2 separate regions of the Zea mays genome follow, and region 2 is linked to region 1. Evidence: chromatin contacts called from public Hi-C data. All regions are on one chromosome and are shown on one strand. Each heading gives the region's core, a stretch centred on a gene start, on an enhancer-like site or on the middle of the called end of the contact. The rest is flanking DNA. Distances are from core to core; before and after follow the strand shown. Region 1 holds the start of LOC111591141 (translation initiation factor IF-2-like). Region 2 overlaps LOC103652548.

The links. A called contact is a pair of places that touch in the nucleus more often than the background predicts.
Region 2: a contact with region 1 is called in a Hi-C map of root tip, with 8 times the contacts expected there. The contact joins the enhancer-like site here to the promoter of LOC111591141 in region 1. A contact is called at or near these places in 8 of 25 Hi-C or Micro-C datasets (ear, endosperm, leaf and 2 more) and 1 of 3 datasets of contacts at active chromatin or transcription factors (seedling).

What each region holds. Positions count from the first base shown.
Region 1 is chr3:215,859,976-215,864,149 of Zm-B73-REFERENCE-NAM-5.0, reverse strand. LOC111591141 (translation initiation factor IF-2-like) reads left to right here and starts at 2,348. Exons shown (of 1, transcript XM_023302063.2): 1 at 2,348-4,174. The coding sequence starts at 2,771. The coding sequence ends at 3,532. It overlaps LOC100384045, which reads right to left. Exons shown (of 11, transcript NM_001176652.2): 8 at 1,613-1,772; 9 at 683-1,527; 10 at 486-607; 11 at 130-392. The coding sequence ends at 548.
Region 2 is chr3:216,013,119-216,017,292 of Zm-B73-REFERENCE-NAM-5.0, reverse strand. It overlaps LOC103652548, which reads left to right. Exons shown (of 6, transcript XM_020550519.2): 4 at 1-19; 5 at 1,175-2,094; 6 at 2,249-3,943. The coding sequence ends at 3,407. Among protein-coding and RNA genes, the nearest start is that of LOC103652548, 15 kb to the left of the region's middle. Within about 2 kb of position 2,387, at least 2 of the 20 cell types and tissues checked have an H3K27ac peak or open chromatin away from gene starts, as enhancers often do. A contact at or near this core is called in root tip, where this site is marked.

The DNA.
Region 1 (4,174 bases), core at 1,099-3,598:
TGCAAGGCCTTTATTCCTTGACTGAACGTCCCAATTAAGGCAGCAACTAGCTGGTCAAATCATGCTTTACCGCTTGAGATGTGCAATTGTACAAGCACACACGATGCAACAAATGGTACCAACAGGACTGGAGCCGAACTTCCAAAACGGACTTGTTTCCCGGGGCAAAGAAACAATGCAACGAGTACTTGGGAGATGGTGCTAGTCCAAACAAGCCCTCTAAAAGAACTTGCCATAACGCACACCTTAAGGTACAAGTGCTGATTACTAGGTAGCTTAAGATAATAAGATACTTAAAGCCCAAAAGTACATTACAAATTTGTCAAACATCCCTGTTTCAAGAATCATAAGGTCACCTTCAGCAATCTTTCATCCAGGATGTGGTTCAGGCCCTGCAAAAGTTATGGTCAAGAAGAGCGTGAGGTGGGTGGAAAATTGCAGAACAGAGGTTTTATTAACTTCTAACATCCATGAGTGTCACTAACATGAAAGTTGCACTCGGTAGTCCTTCCTGCATATTCTACAAGGATATGCCATGTGGATCAGATCACATATCTGTCGCCGAGACGTCAACCACCCTGCCAACAACAGGCCTTTGCTCGTGAACCTGCAAAACTTTCACCAGTCAATGAGCAATCACACAAACAAAATGTCAATAGAATAAATAGTACAAAGCACTTACAGTGGCCCAACAGCTGCCTAGCGATTTTGGCATTTGTGACTTCAAAGGCTGGAGCCGAGAATTACATTTTGCACTACAAGAGTCTGCTTCATCGCATGATCGGATCTTTTCAGCCAATGAGATACCAAAGATTTTGCAGCCATTTTCAACTGTACTCTCATTGTTTGATTCATGCTCTGCACCACTGACGGGGGAGTGCATATTCACAGTTCCAGTACATTCTTCTATTGCTTCGCCTGAAACAAGATGAGGCCAAAGAGATAATGTTTGATTGCTTCTTCCCATGTCTTGAGTAGGAACAGTCCTATCAAGTCTACCATCCTCATGTCTTGAGTACTCATATTCCAAGTGAGTTATCTTAGATCTAGTTTGTGGAAACATCATCACAGATGATGGGGATGATTCTTGCAACAGAAAAACCGGTTTTGCTGGCTGTGGGAAATCATACCCTTGTGGTGCAGACCATTTATAAGCTGCACCAGATACATGCCTACCGTCAGGTTGATACATGCCAGCAGTTCTTATATGGCCATCAGCCAAACATCCTCCTCGGAAAGGATGAAACACTTCTTGACCTTGCAAGACCTTTTGGAATCTTTGAGATTCCCCAAAGCCTGAGCAATGGTAGGGAAACCCAGGGATTCCAGTTGGAGACCTAACACCAAGTCTTGGGATCCCTAAGTTATTGTTACTCCGTTCATCACTGTACTGCAAATTTCTTGCTTCAGTTGCCTGAGAAGCAGAAATAGCAGGACCATCATGGGTTTTGAAACCCAACAATTCTTGACCTTGCAAGACCTTGTGGAATCTGGCAGATCCCGCAAAATCTGAAGAAACACTTCCATCTGCCAAAATACCAAAAGAGGACAAATTCAGCAGGACACATAAACCTTGATTAATGGTTCTCCTTTCACTTGTAAAAGGACCTACTTGGAAGCACAATCTCCGGATTAACTTGGGGGAGGCATGGTTTCAGACGTTTTGAACTGGGAGCGCACATTTGAGATCCTGAAACAGATCCTGTGAGCTCAATCTCCCAAGGAGATACCCTATTGGGCCAACGGCACTCTATACCATCATCCCATCTAACCTGTCAAGATGATCACCAGTCAATAACATATTGCAGCCTGGAACAAGGTTTCAGAAGGGAACAGAAGGATAAGACTTTTGCATCAAGGCTCAAACTCAATGGCATGTAAACTACAGCTTTAAACTTCACATCAGACAAATATCCTGGAAGGTAAGTACTCCCTCCGTTTCTTTTTATTTGTCGCTGGATAGTGTAATTTTACACTATCCAACGACAAATAAAAAGAAACGGAGGGAGTAACAAATTATGAAAGTAATACTGCAGGATTCAAATATCACATACAAAAACTTTGGTTAAGGATGTTAGCTTAACTTTTAGATGTTATAACTCCTATTCTATTATCTATAGTGATTATTCGACTCAACATATTAGAATCATGAATTGCAACTACAGACAGGCATGAAGTTCCGCAGATAATCAAATATAGTTTAATGTTTCAGACACGCTAGATGAGTATAACTTGATTAGTAGCACATAACCGAAGAGGAAAAACAGAAATTGCATTGATCATGCCAAGCATTAGTTGTAGCATCATAGGGTATAGTAATATATTTGTTTCTTCAAAATTGCTGCTCCCTCTGTCAGGGAGGCACTATTCATGCGGTTACTGTAGCACGTGGACAGTTCCGAGATTAGATCAGATTTGGTTTGGATCAGATTAGTTAGGAAGAGATAAGGATTAGATCAGATTTGGTTGATAAGGATTAGATTAGTTAGGGAAGGGATAAGGATTAGATCAGAATTGGTTAGATGGATAGAGACAAGTCAGTCGCCTCTATAAAAGAGACATCATTGTATCAGTTAAGGGTAAGCAAGAATTAGAAACAAACCTTCTTCTTGCCCGACCGTGGGCAAAGGCCCCCGGCCGACATTCCTGCAACTACAACTCCCTATCCCTCTCCAATTCCCCAATCACATCATAGTCTATAACAATCTGGTATCGGATATGTCAAGCGCTCCGACTCCGATGACCCTCGAGGGCCTCAACGCTAAGCTCGATGCCAATCTTCACCACCCTCGCGCGCTCTGTGGCAACCATTGAAGCTTTCATGTCGCGCATGGCGTGTCCCTCCCAACACCCGCCGGCGCCACAGTTATCGATGATCACGCACCCACCAGCGACCGTGGGACCACCCCTGTCGCCACCGGCGCCGTCACATCGCCTGATCAGTGCCAGTGCGCCCGCACCAACGGGCCTGCCCCTTTACCTCATCTCCATACCACCATCACCATCGCCAATTCCATCATACGCCCTCTCATCAATGACGGCGCCGGAATTCACGATGGCAACGTCTCCTTCACCGACCCCGTCGTTCACCGCCCCCATGCCTATGCCGCCACAGCAGCACTGCGAAGACGTCTTCTACGGGAGCGTGGATGGCATTCGGGCAACGACGGCGCAGCTACAGGAGGCGGCACGCTGCCTCCTAGCGCGCCGACAAGGACAACGCCCCCATCTTCAAGCAGAAGCGCCCAGTCGTCCCAGCAACCTTGAAGCAGCTCACGGAGAGGAAGGCGAGTGCGCAGGCGAGTGCCTGCAAGGTGTTTGCGGTGGTGTGGCTGCAAGCTGCGGCGCATGGCCTCCTAGTGCGCCAGCAAATGCTCGAGGCAACCTTGGTGTCGGTCGACCTTGGCACATGGGGACGCGACCTCGCCCTGTCGGACGACCATCAAGAACTGCGCTGGCCCGATATCTCCAAGCGCGAGCATGGTGTGTGTCCCGCGGGCGACGAACTCCAACTCTACGACAGCGTCGGTAGGGAAGGCACTCCCCTCCTTGTCATCGGCATGGGCGCACGGACTAGCACTACCACATTCCACTACCGACCGCTATGAGGGCGTCTCAGTTGGTCATTGTTGCGACCCATTCCAGGGATCATCCACATGCTCCCCTTTCGTCCAGATGGCGTATATCAGATCCATGTGGCTGCACACGTGCAGATCCAATGCGCAAAGGGTGTTCGCCTTATCTTAAGGGGTCAAAAAATAAAGAGTTAATGTCTAATTCAGGTTCGAAATAATAAAATAAACCGAGATGTAGAAGACTTATTTTTAGGTGTTAGGTTTGTGTCTAGTGGGGTCATCGTTAGGTTGCAGCTCGAGGTCGAGTTGCATGTCCAGGTAGGGTGTAGTGTAAGGAGGCACTGTTCACACGGTTACTGTAGCGTGGGAACAGTACCGAGATTAGATCATATTTGGTTTGGATCGGATTAGTTATGAAAGAGGTCAGGATTAGATCAGATTTGGTTGATAAGGATTAGATTAGTTAGGGAAGTAATAAGGATTAGATCAGATTTGGTTAGTTGGATAGAGATAAGTCAGTCGTCTCTATAAAAGAGACACCATTGTATCAATTAAGGGTAAGCAAAAATTAGAAGCAAGCCTTCTTGCCCGGCCGTGGG
Region 2 (4,174 bases), core at 1,138-3,637, 150 kb before region 1:
TGTATCAATAAGTGTTCTGGTAAGTCTGATATACCCCACACCACATGTTTCTTCGTTGTTTTTGTGTAATTTAGTGTCCTTTTTTCCCTGTAAAATGTAAAAAAAGAATTATTCATGGTGAGCTGATAGGAAAAATACTTTATTAACATGTTGGTGATTAGCATCGACTGAATATTACCACTGCAATTTTTTTTTTGCAATATAATCACCTACTACATCCCGATAAAGATCCGTTTCTAGTTCCCTTCTCAGTCAAAGTATCTAAAATTTGACCAAGTTTATAGAAAAAGTATCAATATTTATGACACCAAATAATTATATTATGATTGCATGAGGAATTTAATGACACTTATTTGGTATCATAAATATTGATATTTTTTTAATATAAACTTGGTCAAACTCAATGTTTTTACTAGGTGCTTGCTAGGGTTGCATTCTTTTCAGGATGGAGGCAGTAGTTTGTAATTTGTTCTTTTTGTTTGAGGTATATGATAATTATCTTGGCAGCTATTTTTCCATCTAAGGTTCTGTTTGGTTATGCATTTTCAGCACATAATGAGTTCACAATGTGAACACATAGTGTTGCTAACCGTTTGGCTATACTACTCGGCGATCCATTACAACATAAACCAACCAAACAAAATGTGCTTTTAGTTGCACCATAATAGCTACACTGTCAGCAGGTCACTTTCTTGTTGCACCTCCCACATTTGAACCAAACAGCACCTAAAAGGTATCTATGCAAATGTTTTATCTTCTTGTTTTAGGCAAATTTTGGTACCTATTGTAATACTGATGACATGTGATCATGGATTGTTTCTCATGAATACTAAGGGCTTTTGATTCTGTGGAAAGTGATTTTATGAGAGAGATGGTTAGTGATTCTCTAGGAAAAACTCTATTGTGGAAGTGATTCTATGGAAGAAGTGAATCAGGATAAGCTAATTTTTTTCGGTTCCCGCGCCCTTAGTTCATTTCAGAATCAGCCTAGAATCACTTTACTTCTATGTAAAGTTGTAACTATAACTATCAAGCTCTGCCAAACAGGCTGTGCATATTTTCTTTTTGAACAAATTCTGTTTTCTCACCTCTATGGCAGCATTGATACCTACATTTCCAAAAAAAAGAAAAGAAAAGATAACATCGGATGACAAGCTAACATTTTGTTTTATAGTCCACCAGTGACATGAGGTTTCAAGATCTTCCCAGTGGAGTAAGAGGTTTCTTCAGCACACATGTTGTGGATCAGTGCCTTGTTTCTTCAGAACATACAATACCTAGATTTTCTGTGAATATTGACAACCACTCTAATTGGGATGAGATGGTTGATTCATGTGCTTTGCAGTTATCACATGACTTGATTCGACATCATGTTCAATTTTTGCATGATGAATCTCATAAGAATGATAATCATCAACAAAAAGAAGTGTTTGCTTCCATGAATATTAGTGCAGAAGGTGAACTTAAGTCCAGTGAGAATGAGCGACCCTTGTGTGGAGTTGCTTCTAAGGAGAATCCAATTCAGCTGGCTGCAGGCAGAGCTCAGCAAGAGCCTCCACCATCCAATGTGGAAGATAAAGTAGAAAATGATCAATTTTTTTTTGAAGGCATAGTTCAAAGAAATCCTTCTAGTAGACTTGTAAAAGGCAGCGAGTCATTTGCTATTGTTGCTTTTGGAATTCAGATACTGCAGCATCCTCAGTTCTCAAAACTTTGTTGGGCTACGTCAAAGCTACGGGAAGGCCCCTGCACTGATATAAATGGACCATGGAAAGGCTGGCCATTTAATTCCTGTTTGTTGCAGAGCAGCACCTTACCTGGTAAATCACTAAATGGAGGGGACAATGTTGTAAAGGGAAAGGAAAAGTCTGTCTGTGTGAGAGGGCTGGTTGCTGTTGGCTTATTAGCTTATAGAGGTGTCTATGGGTCTGTTATTGAAGTTTGTGCTGAGGTGAGAAAGGTGTTGGGACTGTTAGTCGGACAGATTCAAACTAAAATTTTGGAAAAGAGAAATCAATTCCGGTATTTTCGAATCCTATCTCAAGTAGCTTATCTAGATGATATTGTGAACAGTTGGGCATACACCTACCAAAGGTCGGCCAGAGCTTTATGTTTTTTTTTATTTCTGTTGATTCTGTCACTCCTTTCTTACTGCTTAAAATCAGCAAAAAAATATTGGTGCATGATGCTGATGTAGATGATTGGCGCAATTGTGTTAACATTTTTATTTATTTATTCCAATCTACAGAACACATGTTGATACCCGGACAGGAACATCCCGCATGAAGAGTTCAAGTGCCAAAGAATGTCAAAGGACCAAGTATGCTGCAGGAACCAATGTACAAGTTGCTCCTGTTGCCATCCCTGCTGAGGTTCAAGACATTCCAGCCCAACACACTCAGGATCATGAAGTTGTTCCTGGTCCTACTGAGGTGCAAGGCAATCCGGTTAAGCATACTGCAGAACAACCTGGAAGCTATTCGATGGACTGTGACCTTGATAATCATGTGAACTCTGTTTCCAGCAAGGATGCAGTAGAACACGATCATGTCCATTCAGCTTTACCTGATGTGCATAGGGGCAATACACATGCAGATACAGTAACAAATGACGGAGAACCTATTGGAGCAAACAACAATGGGAAAGTGTCCAGGTTAACCTACGGTGAAGATAAATTCAGACCAGGTATTCAAAGATCTGAAAACCACACAGAATCTATGGAAGGTTTAAGCTGTTTGCAAAGGGCAGGAGATTCCGTTGGATCCCCAGCAAGTATTAACAATACAGAATTACCAAAGAACAATGTTTCTTCTGAAGCTCATATTGATGATAATGAGTTGAGGAGAAATGATCTTGTGAATGATGTTGAATCAAATTCGATCGATGGTAAACATGACACCATGATGAATCTTTCAGTTCCAAAAATTTCATGTCTCTACAAATGTTGTTCTCCATGTTTCCAATCTATTTATAAGATGGTTCATGGTATTATTTCAAATACTCTAAGGCCTAATCTGCATTGCTTAACAGCTGATGATATGCATGACATTCTGTCATCATGGTGCTTGAATCTATTAGGGTCTGTTAGAAAGTTGTACAGCTCACATGATGAGGCCAGCTGCACAGAAGTTTTTGTTAGAATGTCCAATAAAGAAACCCACTTAGAGCATTGTGCTTGTCAGAGTGATATCTATCTTTCAAGAGAATGTGTATGCCACTTGGAAAGCAATGGGGATGTTGAAACTGCAAATACTGATTGTCATCCTCTATCAGGACAAAGCTTAAGTTTTTTCTTTAAAGATGGTGTATGGATGCCGTTGGATCTCACTGCGGAAACAAAACTTCATTGCAGCTTCAGGAGATTCTGTGTTTGCTCGATATTAGGAACAGTTTCTATGCTCAGCTAGATCCTCAGTTCATGATATTGTCTGATGCAGTTGCAAAAGTACATATAGTACTCTAATGCTCTAAGTGTGGCTCCAGTTGTGCACATAACACAACATCATCAGGATGTCTTTGGTTGATTGGAACTTCTCATCCTTGATGCAACTTTTGGGCAAGCTTTTATTGCACATAAATTGCCTCTACCTGTTATGGTCATTAGTGGAAAACTGGCTGTTGTAGTTGCTTCGTAGACTGAATATTTAAAAAGAAGCTAAGATATTAGTCTTCATTTTTTTTCCAACGAAGTTACCCATGTAGGTTGGACTGTTGTTGCTGCTGGAAATTTCACGGTTAGATGATGACTGAGTGACTGACGCCATTTCAGTTCTCATTGTAATATGTATTATGGCCCAATTAAGCATCAAGTTGAAACATGATTGAATCTTATACTCACATTTTGTGTTGTACCTCTATTCTGGTCAGTGGTATGCTTTCTAATGGACAACTGACATTCAGCATGATAAATCTTTATAGGTTATATAAGAACACACTGTTTAGATGAGGTTGGAATTATATTTTTGTACCTGCTTATAGGAGTGTGAACTGTGAACAAGTTTTTAGTAGAGGCCATTGGCAATAGAAATAAATTTCTAATTGCTGTTGGTTGTTGTTATTGTATTGTGACTTGGCATGACCTTTAGAGTTTTACCTCTAAGATTTATCTCTTTTTTTTTGGAAAAGTATACAGATAAGGCAGTGAACTAAGCTGAAATTTATTTAGATGTTTAAA